2 separate regions of the Mus musculus genome follow, and region 1 is linked to region 2. Evidence: chromatin contacts called from public Hi-C data. All regions are on one chromosome and are shown on one strand. The core of a region is the stretch at or near the end of the contact, and the rest is flanking DNA. Distances in the headings are between cores, read along the strand shown. Region 1 overlaps Stx3 (syntaxin 3). Region 2 has its middle 6.4 kb from the start of Ms4a6d.

Region 1 (6,109 bases), core at 474-2,973, 180 kb after region 2:
GCTGGATCCCATAAACAATAAAATTCCTTGGCTCAATATATGTGTCACTTTTCAACCCAGGATAGCATATTACAGATCTATCAATCCATAGCATTTGTTCTGTGTTGGAGTGCCAAATAGAATAAAGAAGGCACAAGCAGCAGGGTCATTGTTGCTTCTCCCAGGACTCAGGATGGACAACCACATAGCAGGAAAAGGTGGGGACAGACATGGACCGACTTCAAACACATACTAATTTCAAGCTGCCGTTGGATGCGCCCTTTGCTGCGTTCACGGAAGTCCACCTGAGCCTCATTGTACTTTGTCATCACCTCCACAAACTTCCGGGAGAGGACGGAGTGCTGTGGGAACAACGTTAAGTGAGTAGTCCCCCAGAGATGATTTAAACCTCTATCCCACCTTGATACAGCCTAGTCTGCAGCAGTCCTGAGCTTGGAACCAAAAGACCAAAATGCAGTTTTGTTTTCCTAGTCTGTAGGAAGCATCCACTGCCACTTTCAATGTGCAATCTCCATTACTCATTTCCTTCTTTACTGAACTCACGTGATAATAATTCTCAGTCAAAAAGAATTACTGAGAACCTGAGAGCCCAGTAGCATTTTCCACCATGACCTTGGCTACAGTTGTCGACTACGCTTCCCATAAGCAGTATGCCAAGTGACAACCTCAAGGTTTCTTGCTTACAATAAACATTTTCTCTCAACCGGCCTTAGTAATAACTTTTATTCCTTGCCCACCTCACAGCATCAAGCCTACTTATTCCTCTTTTTGCCAAACACACTACTACCATGTAAATTCAGACTAAATCATTACAAAAGTCTAACTCGGAACTTCCTAGCCTCTCGCCTCTTCCCCACTCATATCCAAAGGACTATCATATCCCCCTAGATGCTGTGTAGACTGAAACAAATGATGGGCAGTTACTGGATCAGCTCCAAATTCCCTCAACTAGTATTTAAAGACTTTTGGAGTGTAACACTATGTTATCTGCTGGAAATTTAGCATCTGCTACCCAACAACACACTCTTTTCTCAAGGTAGGGTATTCCCATTTCATCTGTCCTGAATTCATCCCAATGCTGCCACCAACACCATTTTCTGCTGCTGCCAACACACACACACACACACACACACACACACACACTCTCTCTCTCTCTCTCTCTCTCCTAATCACATTTCTTATTTCTCTCAAAAAAGAAAGCTCTGCCTCCTGAGCCTTTCTACACTGGTACTCCTGCTTACCCAAGGCCACCGCCAATTCACCATGAGATCTCTCAATGGTGTGCTGACCCTGGATTCGATTATGCCTTCTTACAATGCTTTTCTGCTATACAATATTTACTGCACCACTCAAACATCATGTGAGATTCCTCCCTCCTTTTTTTCCTGTTCCGTTTTTGTTTTTTTAATGTTCTCACACTATAGCTCAAGCAGGGTAGCCTTGAAGTCTCGGCAGTCCTCTTGCCTCCGACTCCAAAGTGTTGGGATTATGTGAGGCAGCCACCATGGCCAAGTTCTCATAGGACAAGGATCATGTTTTTGATGGCTCCAACGTGCCTGACTCCAAACTGGGTGACTATAACTAACAAACCTTAGAAGACATAATCAATTTCTTGACCTATAAAACAAGGCAGTGTTGAAGGTGCGCTCTGAAGAGTCTAGGGGAGTACTTTAGGGGCCTCCTTTAGAACATGAGAGAGGGCCAAAGGAGAACAATGGGCCCTGGCCACTGCCTCAGCCTGGATGGTTCCCCTTTCCCGGTTCCTCAAACTCAGTTCCAATACAATAGAATCTTGCTTTTTTAATGCACATGGTAAAAAAAAATAATAATTTTTTAAAAGTGGTGAAAATGATTGTTAAACCAGAAACAAAGTTACCTGGGACTTTCGTATCCGAAGGTCTGCAGATGACCGAACCTCATCTTCCTCAATGTGCTTCTCCATGCCTGCAGTGAGAGGGTTACTCTAGCAACATATCCATCCTTCCTTCTACAAAAGACCCTATTCTACACAGACCTACTTACCCATCCTCACACACAGAGGCTATGAAGATGGACAACAGGGAGATCCAATCACAAAAGATCAGCGTCCACCCCCACAAGCTACACACTTGACCTCATCAGCTTGTGCTAATGTCAGGTCTCAGCAACACAACTAACAGTTCAGTTCAGGTCACCAAGGGACTGAGACTTAAATCCCTACCCTGCCATGGACTAGCTGTGTGACAAGGGGGAAATCATGTAACTCTTTCATCCATCTGTCCTCTTGTTTATAAAACGGAAAAAGTAGCAACAGAGGCTGGGCACCCTTTGTGTGAAATGCTTAGAACCAGGAGGGTTTCCGATTTTGTCAAAATTGGGATATTTGCATATACATAATGTTAGGGCTGGCTCACAGGACACATTTGTGTTTCACAGATATGTTAGAGCTTAGAGATAATTTAGAACTACATTTTTAGTATACTTATGAGGCTTACTATGGAATTTTCTACTTACAGTGTCATGTGAATACTCAAAAAGTTTCAGATTTTGGAATATTTTGCATTTGAAAATTTTGGATTAAGTATGCTCAACCTGAATCTCTTTAAAATACCAAAGCAAAGATCGAACAAACTGCTTAACAAGGGGGCAGTCACATTAACGCTATTTTTGGAAGCTCTCTTCCCCTCACTATCCATTAAAGTAACTATTGTAATTTATTGGGGAGGGAAGAAAGAATAGGGATTTCCTCTCTGAGCAACAGCACATACTCAGCAAGTACTGTGACAGGAATATGGATTACAGCTGTGGAACTAAGCGAGCGCTTGAGGTCCCCGGGAGGATTCAAGCTATGAGAGTGACTTTACTGAACTGTGCTCCACAACCAGGAAGGGAAGCAGGAATGAGAAGGTCTGCACAGAGAAATGTCTGCTGACTGAATAGCAGACCCTGCGCCTATGTCTCTGCAGTTACCTCTCAAATGTACACACAGGTGCTAGGAAGCAGCAGGAGAGAACTGAAGGACTAAGCTAAAATGACCGACCACGCAGTGGTGGGACGCATACAATTACTCCCACTTCCTAACTGCAGTGCTGGGGTTTTCAACTACAGTGAGAACTCAAGAGGTGATAAATGTCTAAGGATACAGAAGGTCAGTCCAGAGACAGTGCCCACGCCTCCAGTGAAAACAGAACAAGTAGTGTCACTTATTGGCAGGTGAGAGGTGGGCCCTGAGAGGCTGTCTCTGTCTGTGGTGGAGACCGGCTTATTTCTGTGTTCCCGTCTTACTCTTCAGCTTGTTCCGGACGTTGTTGGCCCTTTTCTTGATCTCAGTTGTGAGCTGTTCAAGGTCATCTTTGGTTTCTGGGTAAACATAAGAGGCAGGCTCAGTTAGAAAAGAGGGCAAATTGCTCTGCAAGCTACATCAGTCAGCAGTTGAGGCAGAAACTCTCAGATGCCCGCTGCCACTTCAGTGCTCATCTCAATGTGCTTTTTAGAATCTACCACTATAGTCACAAAGATTTTCTTTTTCCTTTTTTAAAGCATTTTCAGACTAAGGAAATAGCATAGTGGTGGATCACATGCTTAGCATGCACCAAACCCTGGGTACAATCCGTAACATCCAAAATAAAATTATTAATTAACTAAATTAAAAGACATCCTTAGGTACCCTATTCCAGACCTAAAGAACCAAATACAGGGTTAGAGCATAGGATTTGCTTTTTTAAAACAAGCCTCCTCAATCCAAGTCATGCTTTTAGAGGACTTAACTTGTTTACCATGTGAGCTCAATCTCAGGAGATAGGAGAGGATTCCGTGGAAGTTCTGGGGAAAAGAAACGTCAACCAAAGCCCATTAATGTAAATAAGGCAAGTATTTATGATGTGCCTACTACATGCCCAGAGCTGTCCCAGCTGATGCATGCATGGAGCACTGTACTCATGGTGGGAATATGGACCAAAATTAACAATGGCTACAACCATTCATTCCAGAACCATCCTTTGGTACCTCCACCCTTGGAACTGAGCGAGAAATTAAGGGACCAAAGAGGAGATATAGATTCACAGCCATCAAGGAGCTGGGCCTGGCAGGGAATGAGGAGGGAGTTCATCGGAAGTCTTGCTATGTAGCAGTTCTGAGGACGGTGTGCATGGGATGGCTACGAAGAAACCCTAACACAGCCTCAAGGAACTTGGAAGAGCCCCTAAGGGCAGAGATAGTAGAACTGAGCCTCAACAAAAACTATAGGTTAGCAAATGGTTAAAAAAAATTAGTTAGAAAGAGAGAGAGAGAGACAGACTACAGCTTAGCTAGGTAGCCAAGGAGAGTAAGCAGGACTCACAAGAAGAAGGAATGATATATAAAGAGCATGCGGAACAAGGAATGTTTGAGGTTTAGTCAGAGGTTAATGTGAGGAAAATCAGCAGGCTGGGGAGGAGTGGCAGGGGAAAGGTGGAGAGGAAGGTGGCAACATGAGGGGACGATTCCCATATGCTCTGCTGAAGTGTTCTGGTTTTAATTGGAAAGTAAATAGTCACTTTTCTTAGGAACGTAAATACAGTGCTAAACTGTAGTCCCCAAATATAGAACAAAAGTTTGCCTCGGCAGCAGTGACACATGCAAGGTAAGAAACAGAAGGGACTTACACTAACCATTCCAGAATACTCATAAGGAAAAGAGGGAATAAAAATGTCCTTCATCTGGGAGGATTCTGGAAGAGGGCCTGAAAGTGAACTTGAGTCAGAAGAACACAAACCAAGACACAAAGCTGGGATGGAGCCTGGGGTGTGTGAGGAGCACTAAGAGGCCCTGCTAGTCAGGAGAGGTACAAGCTGCAAAATAGAAGAGGCTGGCCAATGGTTCCAGTGGGACTATGAAGAAAAGAGCTGGTAGAGACTGGGAATAAGAGCTTAGAAATGTCGTGTGTGTGTGTGTGTGTGTGTGTGTGAGAGAGAGAGAGAGAGAGAGAGAGAGAGAGAGAGAGAGAGAGAGAGAAGAAGAAGAAGAAGAAGAAGAAGAAGAAGAAGAAGAAGAAGAAGAAGAAGGAGGAGGAGGAGGAGGAGGAGGAGGAGGAGGAGGAGGAGGAGGAGGTGGTGGTGGTGGTGGAGGAGGAGAAGGGGGAGGAGGAGGAGGAAAAGGAGAAGGAGAAGAAAAGTATGAGGAGGAGTGAGGGGGAGAGAGAGAGAGGGAAGGGGGAGAGAGGGAAGAAGAGAGAGAAGGCAGGGAGGGGGGAAGAAGAGAGGGAAGTGAGGGAGAAAGGGAGGAAGAGAGAGGGGGAAGGGAAAGAGGGAGGAAGGGAGAGAGGGGAAAGGAAGGGAGGGGAGGGGAGAGGGAGGGAGGTGAGATGTGATATCATATGTGCATTAGCACAAGGGAATGTATATGCTCCCCTACTATCCCCAGAGCAGAGGAAAGCAAGCCTGTCTCAGCCCCAATGCCAAGGGTCAATACAGTAACTCAACTCGGTCAACACTCACTTGGCTCTGGGATCGGTGCAGAGAGAATGATACTGTAGAGTTTCTTAGCTTCCTCTACATGCTCCGAGATCTTGTCAATGTTGAGCCGTGTTTCCTCGATCTATAATCAAAAAGACAACAGCCTTCACCATCAAAGAGGGAAAATATGTCCACTTCTGAAAGGAATGCTTAGCAGAGCTTCCTGCTGCAAGCTGTCTACCTTCTGTGTTTGTGGAAGAGCATTAACAAATCTCCAGCGGCCCAGGGGGTGCCATCTCCATTGTCCAGTAAATTAGTCCATAAAGAACAGTCATTAGAATACACACTTCTCCCCTCCACACTCAGCTTAAGGGAACCGGTGGAGACAACCAGGAGAATTAACTGCAAACAGTATGAGGAAGAGGCCCCAAGTGCAAGTAGGAGAGGATGAGGATGGGGCAGGGAGGAAGGAAAGCAGTCAAAGAGAACGGAGCAAACAGAAAGTGAAAACCAGAAAAAGGAGTAAGAGAGAAGAGAGGCAGATGAAGGAGACAGGGGCTAGGGGAAAGAGACTCGGCAAGGTCACATCAGAAAACAGCCAGGTTCCTCCTGGACACAGGTTTCTGTGACCCAACACTTACAAGCTAACCCCAGCGCTGATCAGAACCCAGAATTACAGCCTTGGGCCACTTCTGCAC
Region 2 (5,854 bases), core at 2,156-4,655:
TAATCTTTAGTCTATGTTGGAAGGCCAAAGAAGTTGGGTTCAGTTTGGCAGCCAATAATGGGAGCAGCAGCAATAATAACAGAGCCGATGTGCAAAACTACACCAGCAGGTGGCAGCACCTCTTCTTTCCAACCCTCTATTTCTGTATTGCTGTGGGAAGATATTGCCCACTTACAATCAGGGAGAGTATTCTCCATCCAGTTAATCCTCCTTTGAAATCCCCTTAAAGACTGCCCTCCAGAATCTCTCTTCATTGGTTGCAGATCTGATTAAGTTCACACAAAAAAATATGTTTTTAAAGATTTATTTATTATTATATCTAAGTACACTGTAGCTGTCTTCAGATGCACCAGAAAAGGGCATCAGATCTCATTATGGATGGTTGTGAGCCACCATGTGGCTGCTGGGATTTGAACTCAGGACCTTTGGAAGAGCAGTCAGTCCTCTTAACTGCTGAGCTGTCTCTCCAGCCCTCACACAAAAATGATTAATCGCCATAATGATCAGTTGACTTTGATTCTATCATAGAGGATATTATTATACATGAACCTAGAATAATTAGGTGTGCCAATTCAAAGAAAAAAAAACTCAAAAGAACTTGACATCTTTGCTTCCCTGTTTTCTCAAAGTACACTACCATTCATTCTAAACCAGTAAAGAAATGAATTCTGCCCTGTGATCATGAAAGAGAACCAGAATCACTATAGGACACGGCAATCCATCCAACAGCACAAGCATAGCCTACAACTTATAAGCAAGCACTTGACAAAACTATATCCCTATCTTGACACATGGATGCTGAGTGTCAATAAAGATGTGGGGGTTTATTTAAGTTTCTAGGTTTGTGTAACTGATTACAATGCAATAGAAAATGCTTGAACCAAGCCTACCAGGGTTCCAACAGGTTACTTTGCATCCAAGGAAAGAGGGGCACACATCAACACAGAAGTCTACTGTACTTTAAATGATCACAAATAATTCCTACCCTAAAAATAAATTCATACTGAGGAATGTAAGAAATGGAAGTCCAAGTTCCAAACATATCCTCTAGATCACAAGACCCAAAGAGAAAAGGCCCTGGCCAAAGTCTGGAAGTGTGATTCTTTGCTGCCTGTGCCCCGGACTACTCGATGCCCAACCCTGCCTGCCCTTGGGGGTTGGAGGTGAGGTGACACGGAATCAACAACACAGAGGTCGCAGGTGCCATTCCTCCTACAACTCTTGTACCTGGGTCCTTCGAGGGCTGGCTGTAAAGATGCCTAATTGTTCTGAAGTCACTTCTAGCTGTCCATAGACGTGTCTGATTGCCAACAATTTTCAACTTGGTTTTAGCTCAACTCTCCTCTTCCAGGGGCTGCAGAAGAAGGCCTGTCAAATGCTGAGGAAATTTTATTTATTCCTCTTACTTCAGAAATATAGAAGCAGACACAAAGTAGGAAACTAAAGTCAAGGAACTGAGATGAATCTAGTTCCGTGGTCTCAGTTACTGTATTTACCACCTGGTGGCTGACTTGCTCTCATCCCACCATCTTCGGACTTGCATCTAGAAGCCTGCCTACAGCCTCACATACATGATTCTGCAAGATGACCAGTCATATACCTGTGCAGAGAGGCCTGCCTGAAACAGACAAGCATGTCCTCATATTCATCTTTGGTCAGTCAGGATGCCTTTAGAGAAATGGTGTACAAGAATGAGTGAAATGTTTTCCCTGCCTCTTCTGTGTGACTGACAGTTCTGGGTGATTTGAACGAGAGGTTAAATGAATCTGATGTTACCAGCAAAGCCTCACGGGGTGCTTCCGTATGTTCAGCTTTAAATGTAGGAGGGAAATATTTTCTGCCACACAGTTGAAGTCCTGACTTCTGGAAACATTTTATTTATTCAGTCACTGGGCTGAGATTTACTCACCAATTTCAGAGTTTTTTCCTAGATGCTAGAATCAGAGTGGCATGCAAAAAAATAATTCTAGACCTCTTAAGGAAGACAAATAAGGAAATGAGAAATGTGATGCCCCAGTGTAGGGGAATGCAAGGATGGGAAGGGGGGCACCCTCATAGAAGCAGGGGAAAGGAGGATGGGATAGGGAGTCTCGGGGGGAGGGGGGAACCGAGAAAGGGGATAACATCTGAAATGTAAATAAAGAAAATATCCAATAAAAATAGGAAAAACGAAAATGAGAAATGTATTGTTCATTAGGATTTCATGATTAGAACAGCTTTCAACTCAGCCTCATCTCCGAAGCTTTTCATCATGTTTCCGTAATGCATTTTTGTTACATAATAAAATGATTTAATCAAGTTTACACTTGTTAAATTGTGAAGAAAGTCTGGTGCATTCTAAACAAAATAATGTATCGTGTTTCTGTTATCTTAATTGGCAAATGATAATTATGTACATATTGGAGTATGTTGAGCTTTGATGTCTCTGGGATGACTTATGAGGATAAATAAAGTACCCATCTAGTCAACTGATTTTAATGAGATATTTAAAATCTTCTATTTTAAGTTTCTAAACATATTTTATTTGGGAAATGATGACCAGAGTATACAATACGATTCTAAACATTATTCATCTTATGTTGCTGAAACTTTACATTCCTTAGACAAGTAGTTCTTCATTTCATACCCTTAGGACTTCTGGCCACCATAACTTGGCTTCTTTCTGTCCTCCAAGTTTGCTTTCTTAGATAAGGACATGATGTTCACACAGTGTTATTCTCTCTGTGCCTGGCTGATGGTACAGATAGATGCACTAAGGAATACAGTTTAGCATAAAATAGTAATTTAGTCCTATTGCTAAATGTTGAAATTGTGATTGCAGACATAACATCCACATTCATATCTTCTAATAGAAATGACTAACAGGTCCTTACATCAGATGGACCTGATGATATTTGCCTATAATACTAGATATTCGGAAGGCTTAAGCCTTACAAGTTCAAAGCCTGTCTGGGCTAGAGAATAAATATAAGGCCAGACTGGACAATTCAATGAGATCCTGGTTCAAAATAAAAATTAAAATGAAGACTGAAAATACAACTCAGGGTATAGTGTTTGCCTTCCCTGTGTCAGGTCCTAGAATCAATCTCCAATACAAAATCCCCATATAAAGAAATCTAATAAATCATTGTAGAAAGTAGTACTTATGACATGACTTTTTGTATGCTCGTTATTAAGAAAACTGTTTAATAAACTAAAATACAATAATCATTGTATAATGCTTTTCAGACACAAGAATAGATTTTGGTGCTGGATGTCGAACAGTAAACAAAATATATGTTGTTTGTGTTAGCCGATTCTGAAATTGCCTTTTAAGGCAATTTAAGCAGTTCTCCTGTAAAGGGAACAATGTGTTAAGCTTCCCAGTAGAGGGAGCAAAAGAGTTGTTGTAACAGCAAGAGGATTCCTGTGCTCTCTGGCACCAGGCACAGGCCCACAGCATGTCCATTCCAAGCCTGCATCCTCAAATTTGTAATGCAGATACCTTCTGGTCAAGAAGAGCAGACGCTCACTGATGCGACCAGCTTCATGCGGGTTCTATTGACAATCCGTGGGCTATCTGGAGACAGCCAGCCTCCTGTGGCTGTGTGCTTTTCCTTCCTGTAAACCTCATGCACTCTGAAGAGCATAGCCCCGACTTGCCCCAAACATTCACTACACAGCAGTGACACTACTACTGATCACCCACTGCAAATAATTTGTTACTTAACTGCAGACGCATTCCAGCCTGGATAAATCTACACACTTCTTTCAAGTAGTTAAACCACACTTTCTCCAGGAAACAAACCCATTCCAAATTTGTCCTTCCCCAGGATGAACTCAAGCCTCAGATGCCATCTCAAATTTCTGTTACTATTTATCATTTATACTTCAAGATGTTAAACATACCCTAATAAATCTACTCTGAGTTTTCTAATTGGCCCCAGACTATCAAAGGTGCCTTCTACTCCTCCTCTTTCTTTTCCTCCTTCCCCTCCTCCTCCTTCTCTGTGGGAGTGCACATGTGCAGCAGTACACAACTATGCATGAATGCAGAGGCCAGAGGCCAATGTTGAGATCTTCATCAATCACTGTCCACCTGTTACAGAATTTCAGGGGTGGAACCTTTGAATCTGGCAGGACTCTGGAGTGAAGGCACCTAACCTTTAATATAGCCTTTGTCAGTGATGGTTATCTGAGATTTTATGAGGCTATCCCTTGGAAGGTTTCTCAGAGCCTTTGCTTATCTTAGGTCAGAGACGACCTGGTGAACCACAGCTGAGACTTGCTTAGGTGATGATAACCCCTAGATCAGATAAGAAGTTTTGGTATGTGGAAATTGACTTGCTAAAAGTACATTTTGTGTAACAATAAACAGAGCTTCAAGGGTGCTGTTCTCAGGGTTCAGCACCTCAGAAGCTTTCCTCCCCTCTCCCCCACCCCCCACAGCCGCTGAGAAGCCTGAATTCATCCTATAGTGGCTCTCTTTCTTTGATAGATCATCCTTCCCATGTAAACCTACCAACACTGACACACCCTATATTTTGAGTCAGGCTGTCTCACCAGACCTGGAGCTCATCAATTTGACTACACTGGCTGGACAATAAGCTCCAAAGTCCCTCTTATCTCAGCATTCCCAGCTCCTCCATGTTGTATGTATGTGCCATGGGCATGGATATTTTATATGGGTTCTGGATAAGCTGAAATCAAGTCTGCCTGCTTGTGACATAGGCACTTAACTGCCTGAGGCGCCCCCAGACCACCCTTTGATTGGAAGAACACCACCAGAAAAGATGCTTAATCATAACATGATAGTGCTTAAATATTAAATATTTTAGAACATGAGGGGACATACTTATGTCCTATACTATGAACAAATGAGAAATAAAAGAGAAAAAAGGCAAAAGATCATATAAAAACATGAGATTATATATCTAATCAAGTTATGACTAAGAAAGGAAAAGAACCAGGAGAGATAACATTGCTTTTCAATGTGGTTCCTCTTTTGGAATAATCTACAGGAACACCTTTTCTAAACAGGAAGTAGAATTATCTTCACCATCATTATAATGAACACATAAAACCAGCCCAAGATGTAAAAGTTGGACAGGCATTATGCAACTTCACAAATGCCGCAGGACATTTTCACAAAGACACAGAAGAAAGACTACCTGGAAGCTTGGTGCTCACCATTTTTCTTCTTCTCTTCACACTAACCTCCTCAGTGCCAGCCAGAAACCCTTCCCTCTAGGGACAAGCATCTGTTTCCTTCCTGAGGCCCCATGGCATCCTGAATTTCCCTCTCTATGGTAAAGTTTTTAATGCAGTGACTGATAGGTAGGAAAGAAGGGGATACACAGATCACCAGTAAGAACTTAGAAAACATTATCTAATCCTCATGCTCACTTTTTTTTCCCTGTGAGGCCAGATGAACCTTTCTCATTCCATATTCTACCATATAGTAAATGGGCTACATGAGCAGGTTGGTATTTCTCATAATAGTTTGGCTAATGTTCTGGATGTAATTTATAGCGTGTAATCAAATATCATGTATCATATCAGGAGAGATTTGTCAGGGGAAAAAGAGAGAGAAAAGAAAAAAATGTACACATAATGAAAACATATTTGTTCTTGAGGGGTGGGAGGGGATGAGCTTTGCCGTGGCCAGGCTTGCATGAATTGCTGTTGCTGCCAAGATGGCTAGCCAAACAGCCTAGGTGAACATAATTGCCAGCTCAGCAGGAGAGCCTGTCTCACGGCAATGAGGTGGACAGCAATAGAGGGAGATAACAGATGTCTCAGTCTGACCTTAACACAGAGACAACACACACATAAAATAAAAATAAGTAAATAAATACTGTGTTAATAAAAATCT

Evidence for each region. A called contact is a pair of places that touch in the nucleus more often than the background predicts.
Region 1: a contact with region 2 is called in a Hi-C map of bone marrow-derived macrophages, with 26 read pairs. A contact is called at or near these places in 19 of 39 promoter capture datasets (the C10 cell line, the HPC-7 cell line, the SN4741 cell line and 12 more), 73 of 484 Hi-C or Micro-C datasets (B cells, the Ba/F3 cell line, CD4 T cells and 34 more), 43 of 130 datasets of targeted methods (the 230-238 cell line, CD8 T cells, DN3 thymocytes and 24 more) and 5 of 9 other capture datasets (adipose tissue, embryonic stem cells, liver and 2 more).

Annotation. Positions count from the first base shown.
Region 1 is chr19:11,786,293-11,792,401 of GRCm38.p6, forward strand. It overlaps Stx3 (syntaxin 3), which reads right to left. Exons shown (of 11, transcript NM_152220.2): 3 at 5,454-5,553; 4 at 3,265-3,339; 5 at 1,877-1,944; 6 at 233-341. Among named protein-coding and RNA genes, the nearest start is that of Mrpl16, 19 kb to the left of the region's middle.
Region 2 is chr19:11,608,251-11,614,104 of GRCm38.p6, forward strand. No RefSeq gene overlaps it. Among named protein-coding and RNA genes, the nearest start is that of Ms4a6d, 6.4 kb to the left of the region's middle.